2 separate regions of the Mus musculus genome follow, and region 2 is linked to region 1. Evidence: chromatin contacts called from public HiChIP or PLAC-seq data. All regions are on one chromosome and are shown on one strand. Each heading gives the region's core, a stretch centred on a gene start, on an enhancer-like site or on the middle of the called end of the contact. The rest is flanking DNA. Distances are from core to core; before and after follow the strand shown. Region 1 has its middle 21 kb from the start of Gm35125. Region 2 overlaps Gm19696 (predicted gene, 19696).

What was found. HiChIP or PLAC-seq counts read pairs in DNA pulled down with a chosen protein or histone mark.
Region 2: an H3K27ac HiChIP or PLAC-seq map of the HPC-7 cell line shows a contact between it and region 1, with 8 times the contacts expected there. The contact joins two enhancer-like sites. A contact is called at or near these places in 2 of 15 datasets of contacts at CTCF or cohesin (the G1E-ER4 cell line and the NIH/3T3 cell line), 2 of 484 Hi-C or Micro-C datasets (the G1E-ER4 cell line and the N1E-115 cell line) and 7 of 115 datasets of contacts at active chromatin or transcription factors (the HPC-7 cell line, embryonic stem cells, epiblast stem cells and 4 more).

The regions. Positions count from the first base shown.
Region 1 is chr17:83,893,086-83,899,293 of GRCm38.p6, reverse strand. No RefSeq gene overlaps it. Among named protein-coding and RNA genes, the nearest start is that of Gm35125, 21 kb to the right of the region's middle. Within about 2 kb of position 2,558, at least 72 of the 459 cell types and tissues checked have an H3K27ac peak or open chromatin away from gene starts, as enhancers often do. A contact at or near this core is called in the HPC-7 cell line, where this site is marked.
Region 2 is chr17:84,143,224-84,149,431 of GRCm38.p6, reverse strand. All of the region lies in intron 1 of Gm19696 (predicted gene, 19696), which reads left to right. Among named protein-coding and RNA genes, the nearest start is that of Gm19696, 10 kb to the left of the region's middle. Within about 2 kb of position 3,366, at least 131 of the 459 cell types and tissues checked have an H3K27ac peak or open chromatin away from gene starts, as enhancers often do. A contact at or near this core is called in the HPC-7 cell line, where this site is marked.

The DNA of each region.
Region 1 (6,208 bases), core at 1,309-3,808:
GGTGCCAGTGGCTCCTGAAGAGGAACACTATGCAACCATGGCCCCAGTTTTGATGGAGAAATACTCCATGTATGTATGTACAAGGCATATACATGTGTGTATATGTATACGGACACATATGCATGTGTGTGTATGTATGTGCATGCACATGCATGCATGTGGAAGGAACTGGGGATAGGTCCAGCCAATAGCCATGTGCTAAAGAGGCCCAGGCAGGCTGACTTCATGTGATTCAGCTTTCTGGTAGGTTTCAGTGGGTGACCAGTCAGAAATTCTGTTTGTCCTGGGAGCCTGAGCTGTGACCACATTTACACATATTCACTCAACAAACATGGGTCTCCACTGTGTGCCAGGCTGAAAGCTGTCCTACCCAGGCTAGGTGTACCCCTAAGCACACCTAAACTTAGAAATCTTTTTCAGCCTTTACTGGGACTGAATGGAATAGTCTTGGTGGTTGCGTGCTCGTCCACAAGGACACCCACGCACTTGCAGTCAAGGGCTCCCTTCCTTTCTGCCTCTCCTCACTGTTAACGACAGAGCCTGGACTTTGGTACCAGTAGGTGAACTATTCAGAAACTCACTCAGAGATCAGACACCCTGGCAAGGCTGAGAAGACAGGCTGAAGTCTGGACTGCCTTGGGTCTGGTCTCTTTGTCTCGGGCACTACTGGTACATTGAGCTGTGATAAAGGAAAGATATCAAACTGACACAGGTCAGGGGACTCCAAACACAGAACCAAGATCTGAAACAAACAGAGACAAAAGGTAACATGGTTCTACCACATTACTCAAGCCACGAACGACCCCATGCCAGCCCAGCCTTCCTCATTTTGAATGCCAACCCTGCCTCACCCACACTGTGGCCCATCACAAAGCCCATCTGTCTTCAGGGAACACCCTCACACACACACACACACACACACACACACACACCACCTCACACTTTTCATCAGGGTAGCCCCTGCTGAGGGTTTTCAGTAGCTCCTGACTGCCTACAAATGACCCCTGGCCCGCACTCTCCAGTCCTGAGGACTGGGGCTGATTTTCTTGGCTCGCATTCCTCTTGTCCCCCCATCCCCCAGCCAATGTGCACACACATTCTCTCTAGACTCTTTCTTTCCCACCTAGACACCATTCGCAAAGCCTTCCAGTACATTCCCTACAACCTTCAAAGCCCTGCCACTCCCACTGTGCCCAACAAAACCCACCAAGGCTCCCCAGGAGCCTTCTCAATGGTCACAGATGGGTACTGCCCCTTTTGCCTACTCTGTACTACCTGAGTGTGTCACCTCTACACACACCCAGACACACACCCAGACACACACACACCTTCTCCTACTGGCCAGTTGCCTCTTGCCTGCTAGCACCCCAGCTAACCTCAGAGCTGAGGTTGGGGCCAGGGCATCTATCTCCCCTTTGCTTCTTGTTTCATGCAGCGCAGGGCTGGGCACCCTGGCACAGACACTGTCACCCACTTAGGCCACCCCAGACCCCGGGGTTGATGTGTTGTCTCTCCGGAAGGGTGTCCCCCTGTCGAAGGCACCAGCCTCTGGCTGGGTGGCTCTGAGTCTAAGGCCTCTAAGTCAGGCTGGGGCCTGCTCAGCTGGGTGGGAACCTTACACATTCCTGCAGAATTAAACAAGGCCCTGCTGGCTCCAGGCTCCCCAGGATGAAGATCATCCGGTTTGCCTTTGGAGCCGCTTTTCTGCTTCCCCAGGCTGAGCCCCACATGGTTCCAAAAGAAAGTTCTTCAGTCTCCCAGGGCAGTGACCTCAATAGCCACAGGAAAGGGGGAAAGGTCACATCTGTGGTCATTTGGTCTGGGTCAAGGCCAGAGCCTCTGCCCTCTGCCGCCTCCTGCCTCATCCCTCCCTCACCCCATCACACGTCTAACACACTTACACACACACATATGCACGAAACGCATGGTGACACGAATACACAGACATATGCACAATGACACAGGAACACAGATGCAACTGAGAGAGCACAAGATACTCATGGAAATGCACAAACTTGTTCCCACACAGATGTATAAGCATGCATGTGCACATAGAATCAATACACACACACACACACAAACACCCTATCATAGTAGTTGAAGGGAAGTGCTCATGACAAGGATCACAAAGCCATACTTTCGTGACCAACCTCCATCTCTACTGCAGTCACATAACCCCCTTCATGAAACTTAGTCCCTGAAACTAAGATAAACAGGTGACTCTGCTTAGAGTCAGTGCCTATGACTACCCACAGGCACACGGTCCACTTCAAGCCAGTCCAGAGCCCTGTGGGCCCCAAAGCAGAGCGTTTATGTAGGAAAAGACAGTTCTCTTTCTACTGCTTGGTCTCTTTGCCAGAGATGAGCACACGGAGCCAACAGGGGTCTTTACTGCCACCTACAGGAAGCCAGGCGTAAGGAATACTCCAAGTGCTCACTATTGGGGTCCAGCAGAAGTAGAAACCCACAAGGACTTCAAAGGATGAACAACGCGTTCATGGTGGGAAGGCTGGGGAGAGGCTCTGCTAGTGACGGTGACTGTGACGGTGACTGTGACGGTGACGTGCCTGCTGTGCAAGCAGAGAGACCCACGTCAGCACCCGGAACCATGGGGTTGTGCGGCAGAGACTGAAGCTCCCTGGCGTTGGTTGGTCGGCCAGTTCAGTCAAATCAGGGCACTCTGGGTTTGTTAAGAGAGCTTGTCTCAAAAAATAAGGACTGATTAAGAAAGATACCCAATATTAATATTGACCTAGTCTTCACATGTATAAACTACACAAACAGGCACAGAGAGAGAGAGAGAGAGAGAGAGAGAGAGAGAGAGAGAGAGAGAGAGAGAGAGAGAGAGAGAGAGAAGGGAGAGGGCGAGAGAAACATACACTTAGAGGTATATACACATACAAAGTGCTATGACATAAATAATTCCTCTTAGCTGTAACACTGTTTAATCCCATGGCCACCCTGTATATGACCCCCATAACCCTTGTCATGGGCTGAACTGGGTACTTTCAAACTCCCCTGTTGAGGCCCAAGCCCCCAGCGCCTATAAGTACAACCATATTTGGAGACATGAAGACAGAGAGGCCCATTAAGATGAGATTGCTAGGGTGGGCCCTAACCTCCTGTGCCTAGTGTCCTTATAAGGAGAGAAGAGGGGAGCACAGAGAGGTCAGGGGCTCAGTTTCGAGGGGGCCACTGAGGAAAGAGATGGCCAGCCAAGGAGGGAGGTTAAAGAAGCCCCTGACCCCGACAGTTTGATCTTGGTCTTCCAGCTTCCACACTTGTGAGAAAATACATTTCTATAGTCTAAGCCACAGTGTTGGTGGCACTAGTGATGCAAAGGCAGGAGTGACCAGTCCTGGAAAGCCACCAAACAGCACCCAGAGCTCTGAGTTCCTAGGGCTGAGCTGCCATGGGGGCTCTCCATCTTTCTCCTTCATAAGAGCAATGATGTGAACCCCCAGCACAGCCTGCTCCTGGCTCAAAGGCCACCTTTTAGTACCCAGTAGGCCACTAGGCAAGGCAAGAGAGGTCAGCACAGAGAGAAGGTGGGCCCCTTAAGCCTGGGCCAGCTCATGGGCTGGCACTGAGCCTAGCACGTCTCTAGGTGCTAAAGAAGGGCTTGGCAGAGCCTTGTCAAAAACCCATGTCCACTCAGGGCAGGCTCAAATTAGTCTGCCCTGCTGCGCTCAGCTGGTTGCAATTGCAGCCCCTCGTGCTAGGATTTCACTTTCGACACTGATTTATGGGAAACACAAGGGTTGCCTAAAATTCACTTGAATTCCTGCTCAGTGAAGCAATGGTTCAGCGAGGCAAAGAAGGAACGAGCCCAGCCCTGCCATCCCACAGGGGTGGGGAGAAGAAGGTGGGAGCGTCCCTGTAGAGGTGGCTACGCCCAAGTGATCAGAGCCACTGGGGTGGGCCATCCACTCCAGCCCCAGGGGCTGCAAGGGCTCCTGGGAAAATGACATCTTCATGCAATCAGATTCTCAGCAGTGCTGAGTTACACGTGTCAGCAGGCATGAGCTCTGCCCACATGTGGGGAGAAAAGCTAATTGCAGAACATATACTACAGTGTCACAATTTATTCGAGATTCCAAAGAATGCTAAACAACCCTGGAAATGCCTTTTAAAAACTTACACATGGGGCTGGAGAGATGGTACAGAGTTTAAGAACACTGGCTACTCTTCCAGAGGACCCAGGTTCAATTCCCAACAACCACATGGTGGTTCACAACCATCTGTGATGGGATCTGATGCCCTCTCCTGGCATGCACACAAAACACTCATGTATAAATAAATAAAATGAATTTTAAAAATGTACACATAAGGAGGGGGATGAGATGGTAGTGGGCTGAGTATGATCAAAATGTATTATGTATGTATGAAATATTGCAATGGAGCCCACTATTAGATACAACTACTATATTCTAATAATTTTTAACTATCATATAAGCCAGGCCACAGTTGTATGCTTTGCCCATAATTCCAGTACTCGGATGATGAAGGTAAGAGAAGCAGGCCCTTAAGGCCAGCCTTGATTATGTAACTAATCTGAAGCCAGCCTGAGCTTCAAGAGATCTTCCTCAAAATAATGACAGCCAAAACTTGCATGTAGCTTTAGAAAAGAACAAACACGGACATTGAGAAAGCCCAAGTGTAGGCTAGAGGTCACTTCGGCAGACGAAGGGGCAGAAGAGGTGTGCACTGGGGGAGCTGCACATAAGGGCCATGGTCGCATCATAATTCTATTTCTGAATCTGTTTCATAGCTCCATAGGTGTTCATTATATCAGTGTGTGTGTGTGTGTGTGTGTGTGTGTGCGCGCGCGTACGCGTGTACACGCGTGGGCATGTGTGTGGGCGTGTGTGTGTGTGTGTGTGTGCGCACTCGTGCGTGCGTGCATGAGTGCGTGCGTGTGTGTGTGCGTGCGCGCGCGCGTGTATGTGTACGCGCGCGCGTGTGTGTGTGTGTGTGTGTGTGTGTGTGTGTGTGTGTTGCTCTGGTCTGCATTGTATAATAACAGTCGTTTAGAAGGAGGCATGAAGGCAAAGAGATGAAGTAAAGTTCCCAGCCTCAGAGATGGGCGTGGCTGCACAGGAGGTTCACTGCAGGTTCGAGACCAGCCAGGGGTACATAGCAAGACCACGCTTTAAAGAAAGCAAGGGAGGTAGAAAGGAAAAGGAGAAAGGAGGAAAAAGATTGTTTTTGCGGTTTCACGTCTCATAGCCTCAGCTCCAAAGCCCCTGGAAGACATTTCAGGTGGCTCCATGACACTAGGAAGCACACGTGGGGGGGAGGGGGGGAACACAGAGTGACCATTCAGCTGAGCCTCAGAATGTCACTGTTTCCCATTGCACCAAGGGGTGGGGGAAGATCTTTGAGCCTCATAGTGAACTTCCATATAATGGGCTAGCAGGAGGCCTTCCCTGTGCTCAAAGCTAGAGAGTAAACAAACAGGGGCGGGGGGGGGGGTAAGAGGGGGCTGTCCAAGGCCTCAGCGCTCTGCAATTTCCTTATAGCCCTCTTTTTCCAGACTGCTCAACTCCCACAGGCCCCAGGACCTGACCTGCACACCACTCCAGGAAGACCATGCCTCTGCATGGCTGTGTTAGTCTATTTTGCAAGCCTGGGCCACTGCTGTAGCTATGCACTCCAATGGCCCCAAATGGCCTGCTCCCTGGTTCTTCATCAGGTCCTCCAGGAACTGAGCGTAGCCCTGGATCCCACTGACCTCCAGCCGCCCAGCAAAACTTGTGACCTGGTTTGACAGAGTTGCATCTCACCCTCCAGCACCCAGCTTGTCTGGTTCTTCTCTACAAACAAGGCTAACTTCTGGAAGCCAGAGTTGCATCTTATTATCCATTTGACAAACACAATAAATAGCTCTGATGTGCTATATGCCTTGTAAGACGCTGGGGACTCAGCGATTGAGCAACAGTGTTCAGTTCTAATCAGACTGAATAGGAAGCTGGAGTGACAGAAGGCTAGAGTCATCGGCAGAGAACTCAAAGACTGGGTGCAGGCCAAAGACCATCCAGTCAGACCCAGCCACACCAAAACATGGGATGGCATCACTTCCAAAGGTCACATCAATAAGCTGCAGAGCCAGGAGAATCCCAGAACTACAGGGACCCGAAACCAAGTTGAATGTTCCCCCTGAGCACTGTATCCTCTGCCAGGCTGGCCTTGGAAAGCCAGTCTCAGC
Region 2 (6,208 bases), core at 2,117-4,616, 250 kb before region 1:
AACACACATGCTCACATGCACCCTGCACATGCAAAGGGATAAAGGTGAAGTCATTGGTTCACTAAACACCTCTAAGATGTAGGGTGATTATCCCAACATTTTACAGATGGGGAGCCTAGGTCTTGCTTGGTCACCATGCCCCACCCCACCCCCAATCTTTGAGAAGCCTGAGCCTGGTTAGATGATGACTGTTCCCAGGACGCTACCTTGCCCGCTCCCCTCTCTTCTCAAGCTTGTGCAGGGCTTGGCCCCTTGAGGGAACAAGCGACTGCCCTCCAGAAGTGGGTGCAGGCAGAGAGAACTCAGTTGCTTCTGGGCCTGGCAGGCCAGGATGTCATCCAGCAGGCTCTGGAGCTGTTCATTAAGAAGGAACGGGGCCTGGCAGGCCTGCTGTTTGAGGGAAACAATGAGTCAGCCCTGGAAGGAGAAGGGGGTGTGAGTCAGCTTGAGCAGGGAGGGGGAGTGGTACCCAGCAACCCTGGCCTCCAGCTTTTCCCAAGCTAGCTTGGCCTATCGCCTCGCTTGTCCTGCTCTGCCCCCACTGCCCACCCCACAACCCTTGGTCTTCAGGAGGTTCAACCAATTTCCTTTTTCTGTTATTTGGCTGTGATAGGAAAAGTATTGAAAAATAGAAAGTGCCCTAGAGAGGAAAACACTGAAACCTGAAACCCTGTGGCTGGTGAGTGCCAACACCGCAGTTGGAGGTGGGTGGCTAGCCAGGATTCATCCCGGGCCCCAGTCCCAGGCCCTGCTGGGTGATGCCTTGAGCCCCTTTAGTTGAGGTGGGACTTGAGTAGGGCTGTGGGTGACAGCTGTAGACCACTTAGAGAAGGACAGGTCCTGCAGGAGGGTCACTGGCCCCGGCCCCTAATGGGAAGCTGACTTCCTGTTTATATTTATTTAATTCGTGTATTTGTTTACTTATTACTTGGTGCTGGGGATGGAATGTAGGATCTCATGCAAGCCAGACACCCATCCCCCAAGACTTCTTAAAAAGATTTCCAAGCTGGGTGGATGGGGGTGCTCTTTTAATTCTAGTATTTGGCAAGGCAGAGGCAGGTGTAAGTTTGAGGCCAGGCTGGTTTTCAAACCCATGTCTCAAACAACCACAACCACAATAATAATATAAATAATATAGTTTATATACTAAATAATAATTAATAATGATTAATTCTGTTGTCAAGCCCCCATGCTTTTTCATGTAGTCCCAGGGTCTCCATCAGAGCCACGTGAAGACATAGCACAAATGCCTCAATGTGGATACTCCAGGCGAATCTTTTAGACAATAGCAGGTGCCACAAGCCACCCCAGTGGTGCCCTGCCCTGCACCTCCCATAGGCCAGCCACTTCTTCCCAGTTACCCAGGAGAGAATGTTCTTTCAGCTACAGCAGGGCAGAGGGAATTGACTAAGTTACAGAGCACATTGATTCGTTCATGCAGAGCTTCCTGGGGTGCCACTGAGTCAGACTCGGAGATGGGGCCGTTGGGGAGGCCCAGGACCCGGAGAGCCAGCTGTGAGAACAGATAACAATAGAGCCCCAACCTGACAGAGCCTTATCTGCACTTTGTACAGAGAGGTCCCCGGGGGGCCTGAGGGTCAGGAGGTTTTCTAGACAGAGCTGGGTCTTAGCTAGGCTTGGGCTCTCTGGGAGGCCAAGGCAGGAAGATTCAAGAGGAGCTTGAGAAACTTAGACCCTGTCTAAGACCATGAAAGCCAGACATGGTGGGTGGTGCACACCTCTAATCCAGCGCTGGAGGCAGAGGCAGATGGCTCTCTATGAGTGTGAGGCCAGCTTTTTTTTTTTCTAGCAAGTTCCAGGTCGGAGCTACACAGGGGTTAGGCCGCTTCCAGGGTGGTTTGCTTGGTCTATGCAAGGTCCTGGAGTCACGAGCCTCAGGAAAGACAGAAGAGAGAAAGACAAATGCCTACAGAGACTGCAACTGGACCTTTGGGAAGTCATTGACAGGCAGGGCAACTATCCCAGCACATCTGTGCTCATCCAGCTGCAGGACAGGGATGGGAATCCAAGAAAGTAGGCATTAACCCTTAATGCCCAGGAGGACCAGAATTTATCCACTCAGCAGTGGGGAACCAGCAGAAACTTTGGAGGGAGAGGCAGGGTTTGGGCTGGCTTGTGCTTTGATAAGAGATCACGAAGAGAGATGAGGTTTGAATATAGCATGAGAACTGGTATCAGCGGCCTCAGGCAATGGGGATGCTAAGGAAGAGATTGTGCAGGGCCTCAGAAGACCCTGCCCAGGCCTGGTCTTCAGAGAGCAACCCCTCCTTGACCTCTGACCTCTGGCCATCGGCTGCCAGGGAAGCTCAGGTAGTGGCTCTTCATTCAGCTGACACCAACCCAGGGACACTCAGTGCAGGGCCTGAGACAGGAATGAGCCAGTGGGCAGTGGGGGGACAGCAATTGCCCAGCAACAGCAACATCAAGAAACATCTCCCAGGTCCAGCCTCTGAGGAGTTCTCTCAGGCCCTGGGAGACCGCTGACATTTCCCACAGGAGCAGGTACAGGCCTGAGTGCGACACACTAGTCACTTACCCTTTCCTGAGACTAATTAGCCTCAGTGGAGAATAACTATTCTCCCAGCTACCAGCTCCCTGTGAACCCAGACCACAGACAAATTCCTTAATTGAACTGAAGCTTTCAGCGGGCACAGATGGCCTTAGAGTATCTGTTAGAGCAGAGGCGGACCTGTGCGGTGAAAACACTGTCATTGTGGGCTTAGTAATGGTGACACCGGACCTTTTAAGGCCTCAGACCTTTGTCCAGAGGGGCAGAAATCACTCTGTCAGTCAGTCACTTTAGACAACCAGTTACCACAAGCTATCTGGGACTAAAAGAGCCAAGTAGGAGAGATCTGGGTAAGGTGAGGGGTATCTTAAGTTACCAGGGGCCCTGTGGCTGATCTAGACTTTGTACCAAGGTCATCAAAGCACACACAGGCTCAGGGCAGGAAGAATAGGACTTTGCGGGGGGGGGGGGGCTCCCCTTTTCTGAGTTCAGTAAGTGTGGGTAGTTCTGGCATTGAGAAATGAGGTAGGGGCTGGGAGCCCTGAGTGATAACTAACTGGGAGTCATTTCCAGAGCCCTTAGTTTTACATCTTCGACTTGTATATTTCCATTTCCTCCTGGCCCTGGCCTTACAAAGCTTTTCCCAGGAGCTTCAGCTGCCTCGTGTATGGCTGTGTCCTCTCTTGAAGGTAAGCTAAGACCAGACTCAGTATGCAGGGGACCAGCAGCCCCGGGGTAGAGTGTGGGTGCCGGCTTAGCTGGCTTAGCAGCCTCTGTCCCAGCATGAAGTAGCGCAGGTCGCCACCGGCAGGAGAGCTTCCTTTTCTTTCTCGCAGGGACTGGCAGAGGGGAGTTCCCCTTCTCTGTTTGTTTTGATTCTGTTGTTTTCTTAAAGACAGGAAGGAAAGCTCTCATCACTTTTTCGGTTCTGTGAACAATAAAGGCAGGCGGGAGGATGTTCCCCTGCCAAGCCCACACCTTCTCCTCTTGCCCAGCTTCCAGCAAGGCCCCCACTTCTAAGATCAGGCCCCACTGATTAGCAGGGCTGCCTTCGCCTTTCAATTGCTTTGACTTTTCTGAGTCCTGTGTGTAAAAGTGGGAGTCCTCAGATTCCCTTTACAAGGTTGTCAAGGGTTAAAAAAAGTACCACCCCCACCCCCCAAAAAAAACTCATAAAAGACAAAAAAATCACAAAAACGAAGTTGAAAACACAAAAGACTGCCCTGGACATGAAGTAGGTGTTTCAGGCTTCCTCTTTTGCTTTTCCCCTTTGGGGTCCAGCTCACAGTGGGGAGAGCAAGCCACTCTCTGGACTACAAAGCTGATTCCTTCCACAGCAGACTTGCAGACGCTGGCCTGGCCATGTTAGACTCCTAAAATGCTTGAGAAATAAGAGACTGCTGAGTTCAGGGGCTACTTGGTGCCTGGGATTGTCCTTGCTCTGTTGGGGGACAGGGTGAGCTTGTCTAGGCTTCTAGTCTTCTGTACTCCAGACCCTCACCTCCTCCCTCCTGACAGAGACACTCCATACCCCATGTACACACACACACACCCACACACACACACCATCATATCCTCTCTTCTCCCCTACCTTCTCAAGGTAGTGTCTTGCTGTTTGCTTGGCTGGCCTGGAACTCTGTATGGAGACTAGCCTGGTCTTGAACTTAAGTGCATTCTCCTGCCTCTGCCTCCTGAGTGCTAGAGCACCCCTCTCATTCTGCTTCTTGCTGTCCAGCCTGGCCTCCAACTTGGGTGCCTTCTCCTACCTTCTTGGTGAGAGATGACAGGCATGTACCACCACAACTGGGCTGCTTCCTGGGAGTGAAGGACTATGCTGTCTTGACACAGAAGGGGCCCCAGGTGCTTTCGATGTCCCTACTGTGCCCCCATCTTGCTCTGAAACTTGGCCCCAAGTGTTATCTCGGTATCTTGTCTGCCACGTGGTTCCTGAATCCTTAAAATCAAAATCTTCTTTTCTAGCAAACGTGGTTGATAGACCTGGTCCCCTGGGTAGCAGTTTGACTTGGAATTCTGAAAGAGAGCTGTGTGCAAATGACAAAGTAACACATTTGGAGTGTGGTGCATCTATCTATCTATCTATCTATCTATCTATCTATCTATCTATCTATCTATCTATCTATTTATGAGCACTGTCACATATAAAGCCCAGGCTAGTCTCAAACTCAATATGTAGTTGAGGCTGGGATTTCAGGCATACACCACCAGGTCTGGTTTGTGTGATACTGGGGACCAAACCCAGGGCTTTATGTATGTTAGGCAAGCACAGCACCAACTGAGCCATACCCTGCACCCTAGCGTGTTATTCTAGTCTGTAACTTCTATGTACATTGAACATTTGAGACCCTGTGTGGCAGACATTAGCATAGACGATGCTGATAGTTAAGAGACTCAAATCTCCCAGGGATCCTGGGTTATCCAAGGGTACAGAGAGTTCTAGAATAGGGTGAGCCATTATTAGCCTTCCTGGAACACTGAACCAACAGTCTGAGGCCCAGATCTGAACACTTTACAATTCCTGACAAGACTGAACAGTGTGATGGCTCTTCTCCAGCACCATGCACTTCCTCAGCCACCTGCCTGGGCTTGAGAGCTCTACAGCACGCTCTCTACAACACACTTGTCCTACTTCATGTCCCTGGGCCCTGGAATTGTGTTGCCATCTGTTAAATGGCATTGATTCCACTTACAAGTTTTTGTGGACGTGAGATAAAGAATTCATGGGATAGTTGAGACAGAGAGAGTTGGTACTTAATAAACAGTGCATCCCAAAACAAACCAAAGGGCCGAATGTGTAACCCAGTTGGTAGAGTTCTTGCCTAGCATGTGCAAGAAGCCTTGGGTTTGATTCCCAGCACAGAGTAAAACCAGCCATGGCAGTACATGTGTATAATCCCAGGAGGTAGGGGCAGTAGGGTCAGAAGTTCAAGTTTATCTTTGGCTGTAATTGTGAGTTCCAGCCCTGCTTGGAATATGGAAGACTCTGTCTGTCTCAAAGCAAGCCAACAAACCAACCCATGATGGCCCCAGCTTCACTGCTTGCTCCTTGCTGTCCCCTTCAGGACTAGTGTCCCCTCCACCCTTCATGTTCAGCACCTCCTTGGAACTCCCACTTCTGTCCCTGAACACAGCTTGGCCCGGCAAGCGTGTCTCCCCATGTTGTCCACCCAGCCCTCCTCTTGTGGTTTGCTGGCCCGACCCAGCCCCCATTCCCAGCCCAGAATCCTCCACTCTGCCAGGAGCACAGTACAGGTTTCTAACCACATAAAGGAAGGCACCAGGCAAAGCCATAAACCCAAGAGCTGAGTGGGATGTTTGTCCAAGCAGGACAGATCTGCAGCCAGGGATGTGGAGGGAGCGTGCTGGGACCCGGAGGAAGAGGCATTTCTGGGGAGTCTGGGAGAGCTGGCTCGGGCTAGGCGGGAAGGAGGCCGTTAACACTTCACCCCAGCCGTGCTTCCTCTGCACCTCAGCCAGGCTCACACAGGCGTGTCTGTCCTCTTACTGCCTTACTGTGTGAACAGCCCCAGGTGGGAGGGTGCTGCCTGGGCACAAATGCCCTTTATGGATGGGCAAGCAGCTCCTCCTGAGCCGAGACTACCCTGGGATTCAGAATTCAGAGCTGACCCTGGAGTTGCCGCTCTTCTGCCAGTGTTGACA